Regions from separate parts of the Mus musculus genome. Here region 2 is linked to region 1. A link is a contact called in public Hi-C data. All regions are on one chromosome and are shown on one strand. The core of a region is the stretch at or near the end of the contact, and the rest is flanking DNA. Distances in the headings are between cores, read along the strand shown. Region 1 has its middle 13 kb from the start of Gm51537. Region 2 holds the start of Eps15l1 (epidermal growth factor receptor pathway substrate 15-like 1).

Region 1 (2,700 bases), core at 105-2,604:
TTGCCCCCCTTTTGTTTGGGGTGTGTTTCTTTTATGAGATAGGGTTTCCTCTCTGTAGCCCAAGCTGGCCTGGATTTCATTATGCAGCCAAAGCTGCTCTCAAAAAAATTTTCCAGCCGGGCGTGGTGGCGCACGCCTTTAATCCCAGCACTCGGGAGGCAGAAACAGGTGGATTTCTGAGTTCGAGGCCAGTCTGGTCTACAAAGTGAGTTCCAGGACAGCCAGAGCTACACAGAGATATATGTATATGTATATATATATGTATATGTATATATATATATGAGTATATAATATATATGAGTACCCTGTCTCACACCAGAAGAGGGCATCAGATCCCATTACAGATGGTTGTGAGCCACCATGTGGTTGCTGAGAATTGAACTCGGGACCTCTGGAAGAGCAGCCAGTGCTCTTAACCACTGAGCCATCTCTCCAGTCCCTAAGGATCATGTTGAGCTCTAAATTCCTGTCTCCACACCTGGAATGCTGTGTTTATGCTGGCGGTGGAATTCAGGCTTTTACAAATGCTGGGTGAGAGCTCTACCAACTGAGCCTCAGTAGGAAGCCCTGGCTACTCTTCTATTCATTAATTTCCAAGTTTTAGTTGTGTGTATGTATCTGTAAGGGGGTTTGTGCACATGAGTAAGTGCAGATGCCCTCAGAGCCTCTCGATCAGGGTGCTGGGAACTGCACTCCCATCTCTGCGCTAGCTCTTGATCACTATACCACCCCTCCATACCATTCTGTTGCTGTTGTTTTGAGATGGGGTTTCACTATGTAGCCCTGGCTCTCCTGGAACTCACCCTGTAAACCAGGCTGGTCTCGAACTCACAAAGATCTGCCTGCCACAACCATCCAGCGCACACCCCAATTTTTATTTACTTTATATTGTGTGTGTGTGTTTGCTTGCATGTATGTGCACTGCATATATACCTTCTGCCTGCACAGCTTAGAGGGGGTCAGCTCTGCTGGAGCTGAGTCACAGATGATTGTGAGGGTGCCGTGTGGATGTCGGGAACTGAACCTAGGCTCTCTGCAAGAGCAGCAGGTGCTCCTAGCTGCTGAGCCGCCAGTTCTCCAGCTCCGGCCTTGCTTTCACTTGAACATGGGTCTCTCTCACAGGCTGGTTCAGGCATGACCTGGCCTCCTACTTGGTTTTTCATTTAGGACAGAATCCAAGCTGTGAAGGGGAAAACTGGCCCAGAGAGGTGACGCCACATGCTCGGGCTGCCCAGCGGCTAGAGAAGAGGCTGTGGCTCTCTAGAGGGCCTCTGTGATCCGATCCTCATATCTCTGGCCGCAGGCTTCTGAGGGATGTGGAAATGGAGTCTCCCTCCAACCTCACAAGAACAGTCCAGCTCATGGCAGGAGTCGAGTCGGGCTTAAATAGCGGCTCCCAAAATATCAGGCCAAGGATAGGCTGAGCTCGGCGCGGGCGCAGTTGGCTCACTTCGTGGTTTCCTGCTTGCTAAGATGTTTCCTGCCGATAGCCACTGGCAGCCTTATCTATGACCTGGGGGACACTCAGGGGACAGGCTGTCCTGGCCCTGGCAGGGGCTGTGAGGATGGGGAGGGGGCAGGGCCCAGATGACCGTGGCTGGGCACTTTCGTGCACACAGATTTTGGGAAAGAACACTGTATTCGGAGTCCCGTGCCATACTGCTGAGCCCTGGATGTCTCTGCTTTCACCACTCTCCAACCCTCTGTGTCCATCAAGGGGCTCCAAGTCCAGGGGCACACAGATGTCCCCGGCCCTGAAACACAAAAGTGTCTGGAGGAGGGTCACTGCAGGTGAAGTTTCACGGAAGTTCACCAGGAAGATCGTTTGGAAGGGGTGACCAGGCTAAAGAAACACATGTGGGAATGCTCAGAGTCAAGCTTCTACTGTCCCCATTTCCCAGAGGAGGAAATGGAGGTTATAAGATGGAGCTCTAAGTCTGAAAGTCTGATTCTTTAAAGTTTTTTTTTTTTTTTAACTTTTAAAATTTGTGTGAGTGCATGTCCTTATGCCACGGTGTACATGGAGAAGTCACAGGGCAACGCAGGGGAGTCATCTCTCTTCTTCTACCACGTGGGTCCTGGTCCTAAGACTTGGCATCAAGCACCCACAGAGCCCTCTCGCCCCCTGGAAATCTGATTTTTCCCCTCTGCCCTCACTGACCAAGACAGACTTTTGGAGAATTCCTTTGCTATTGTTGTGGTTGTGGTTTTGACCTAGGGCCTTGTTCTGTGGCCCAAGCGGCCTGAAGTCAGTCTCCTGCCTCAGCCTCCCCAGCGCGGGCACACACCACATCGCCACATCACCAGGCTCAGAATATTGTTCTTTTATTTTAAAAACTCGGGTTTTTTCCTTTTCTTTCTTTTTCTTTTCTTTTCTTTCTTTCTTTCTTTTTTTTTTTTGAGATAGGATTTCTCTGTGTAGCCTTGGCTGTCCTTGCTCTCAATTTGTAGTCCAGACTGGCCTTGAACTCATAAAGATTCAGCTGCCTTTGCCTGTGTCTCTGCCTCCCTGGTGCTGGGACTGAAGTTCTGTTTCAGCACATCTGGCCCTTAAAAAGTGTTTTTATTACAAATACATAAATGACACTCAACATATGACTACCTGTGTGTGTGTGTGTGTGTGTGTGTGTGTGCGAGCGCGCGCGCACGCGTGTGCACATTTGCATGTGTGGGTGATCAGAAAGGAAGTTCATTGCTATG
Region 2 (2,700 bases), core at 119-2,618, 150 kb before region 1:
CCATGTTTCCCAGCACCTGTGTAGTGGTTTGAATGAGGATGTCCTAAGGGGCAGCAAGATAGCTCAGTGGGTAAAGATGCTTGCGGCCAAGGCTAACAACCTGAGTCCTATCTCTGTGACTCATGGTGGAAGGGGCCATCCAACACACAAATCTTTTAAGATGTAAGTTAAAATGTAACTTAAAAAAAAAAAAAAAGACAAAGAAATACCAGAGTAGGGGCTGGTGAGATGGCTCAGTGGGTAAGAGCACCCGACTGCTCTTCTGAAGGTTCGGAGTTCAAATCCCAGCAACCACATGGTGGCTCACAACCATCCTTAACAAGATCTGACTCCCTCTTCTGGATTGTCTGAAGATAGCTACAGTGTACTTACATATAATAAATAAATGAATCTTTAAAAAAAAAAAAAAAAAGAAATACCAGAGTAGCTGAAGATATAGTTAGTTGGTTAAGGGTGCTTGTTGCTTTTCCAGAGGACCCTAGTTCTGTTCCCACTCATATCGGGGGTTGGGGGCTCATAAGTGCTTTTAACTCCAGCTCAATGGCATCTAATAAACTCTTCTCTCTTGGGCAGGCATTGGCACGAGCACAGCAGGCATATACACATAAAAAAACAACAAAAAACACCAGATGTCAGGCTACACCCACATCTGCAAGCAATCAGAACCCAAATCTGTTTAACAAGCATACTGAGTGGTACTAACACTGCATATGGCCCAAGTTAGACTTGAGCACCATGGTACTTTGTTGTGTGCCACTGTCTCCATTTCCCCGGGAAAAGTTCAGCAAACCCTAGGCATTAGTAGAGGCTACTAGAGTGGAGAAGTTAAGACGGTGCCTGGGTTTAGCCAAGCTCCGATTCACAGACCCAGACTGGAAAGTGCAGGGAGCTGGAGTGCAGCGGTCTGGAAGGGAGCCCTACCTATCCCTTGGGTTCCCTGCCTCACAGGAGCCTCCAAAGCCAGGGGCTCGGTTTGCCCACTCCAATCAGGAGATGCACACGAGGCCCTCCCCACCCCCACAGACCGACTAGCCCGCCCACTCTCGGCCCACTAAACTTACGAGGCTCCGAACCTTCTAGTCACGCTGTGCTTTAGGCTAGGCTCTCTAAATCACCCGGTACGGCCAACTCTGGTAAGGCTATGCGACAGAGCCTTCCCCATAAAGGCTCCGCCTCCAGCCAGAACTGCCCCGCCCTCTCCACTGTGATCGAGGCTCCGCCCTCTTACTGCAAAACTTCTCACGGGAGGACTTGGATTCCCTTCTGCGCACGTGTACTCTGGTCCTGTGGCCTGTCCTTGCGCTGGCTGTGCTGCGCGCGCATCGCATCCCTCCTTCGTACTAGTGCGCAGGCACGGCCCCGCCCCCGTTCCTTCGGCGCTCCGGAGGCCGAGTCCGCACGAAGATGGCGGCGCCGCTTGTACCCCTCTCGCAGCAGGTATGGTGCTGGGGTGCGCCGTGGGGCGGTGCGGACGGTGGTTGCCGCGAGAAAGATAAGTCGTCGCGGAAGCGCGGCTCCAGGGGACCGCGGAGGCGCGCGCTGAAGGCTCAGAGGCTGAGTGGCGGGGGCCGGGCGGTTCTGAAGGTGACAGGCCGGAGCGGCCCGCATACTCTTGCGCCGGGCGACCCCCGAGCGGCTGCGAAGAGGTGATGGGGCGCGGCCGCTGCGTATGTCTGCTCCGTCTGGGGCCTGGCCAGGTTAAGGGACGGGGGGGGGTTTGGGGGGTGGGCGCTGTTGTTCGAGCCGCGTCGCGCTTCGTCCCCGCGGAGGCGAGCGAGAGCGGTGGGCCCGCCGCCAGTCTTTGTCTCCCGCGGGGTCGGGCGTCGGGGCGGGTGGTGTCCCATACTGGAGTCGCAAGGGGAACCGGGACACGCCCGCTTCGCCTCTGGCCGCCCAGCCCTCCTTCCCCCGAGATCCGCTTCCGCTGCTCTGTGCGGTGCGAAAAGCGCGGATCCTACGCCCCCAACGGTATGCACCAGTCTTCGTCCTCAGGGTCGCTGGATGGTTTTCTTGAACGTATCAAATGCTACAGGGACGTACAGAATAGCAGTGAGAAGGCCATTGTGCTTCTAGCGGAAAACATTCATTCATTCTTCAGCCACTTTCTAACGTGCTTGGGATCAGGTGCTTGGGAGCTCAGCAGTCTCTCACTGACAAAGTCTCTAGTTCCAGGTGACATCCATAAGAATTAGAAAGTATTCCTGTCCTGCTAATTTGCCAAATTACCCGTTTGTTCCACACAGCATATTATATGCACTTTGCTAGAATCGTCTTTCGCAGGGTCATGGTTACCAGGAGGAAGCATTTTATATTCAGATCTCGGCTCCAACTCTGGAAGAGTGTCCTTGAAGCAGGCTTCTTAACCTCAGCATATCAATTACCTCATTTGGAAAATAGAGATGTAAAATGCATTAGCAGAAAACTGTGGAAAGCACATTTTGCCTAACACATTGGAAGCTCTTTTGTTACCCGTCAATAAATTCGGGTGTTTGGGACTAAGACAAGAGCAAGTATGAATGCCAAAGCTGGTAAGAACTGCTTGGCAGGCTGATGCACCCAGGTCACCTGGTCTGAAGGAGAGGGCAATACAGGGTGGTTAAGTCCTGGAAGGACCAGCCACCAGCAGCCTTGACACTATATTAACATGTGGAGACCAGTAGATATTAATTAACATGCTCTTACAGCACCTGTGATTGTCTT

The links. Hi-C and Micro-C count contacts between places; a contact is called where the count stands out from the background.
Region 2: a contact with region 1 is called in a Hi-C map of bone marrow-derived macrophages, with 44 read pairs. The contact joins the promoter of Eps15l1 here to the enhancer-like site in region 1. A contact is called at or near these places in 1 of 15 datasets of contacts at CTCF or cohesin (embryonic stem cells), 9 of 484 Hi-C or Micro-C datasets (the Ba/F3 cell line, CD8 T cells, the G1E-ER4 cell line and 3 more), 17 of 115 datasets of contacts at active chromatin or transcription factors (the SCID.adh cell line, acute myeloid leukemia, bone marrow-derived macrophages and 6 more) and 5 of 9 other capture datasets (adipose tissue, embryonic stem cells, liver and 2 more).

The regions. Positions count from the first base shown.
Region 1 is chr8:72,267,270-72,269,969 of GRCm38.p6, reverse strand. No RefSeq gene overlaps it. Among named protein-coding and RNA genes, the nearest start is that of Gm51537, 13 kb to the left of the region's middle. Within about 2 kb of position 1,354, at least 105 of the 459 cell types and tissues checked have an H3K27ac peak or open chromatin away from gene starts, as enhancers often do. A contact at or near this core is called in the Ba/F3 cell line, the G1E-ER4 cell line, the SCID.adh cell line and 4 more, where this site is marked.
Region 2 is chr8:72,420,142-72,422,841 of GRCm38.p6, reverse strand. Eps15l1 (epidermal growth factor receptor pathway substrate 15-like 1) reads left to right here and starts at 1,368. Exons shown (of 24, transcript NM_007944.3): 1 at 1,368-1,437. The coding sequence starts at 1,405. It overlaps Gm46043 (a long non-coding RNA gene), which reads right to left. Exons shown (of 3, transcript XR_001778581.2): 1 at 1,062-2,700.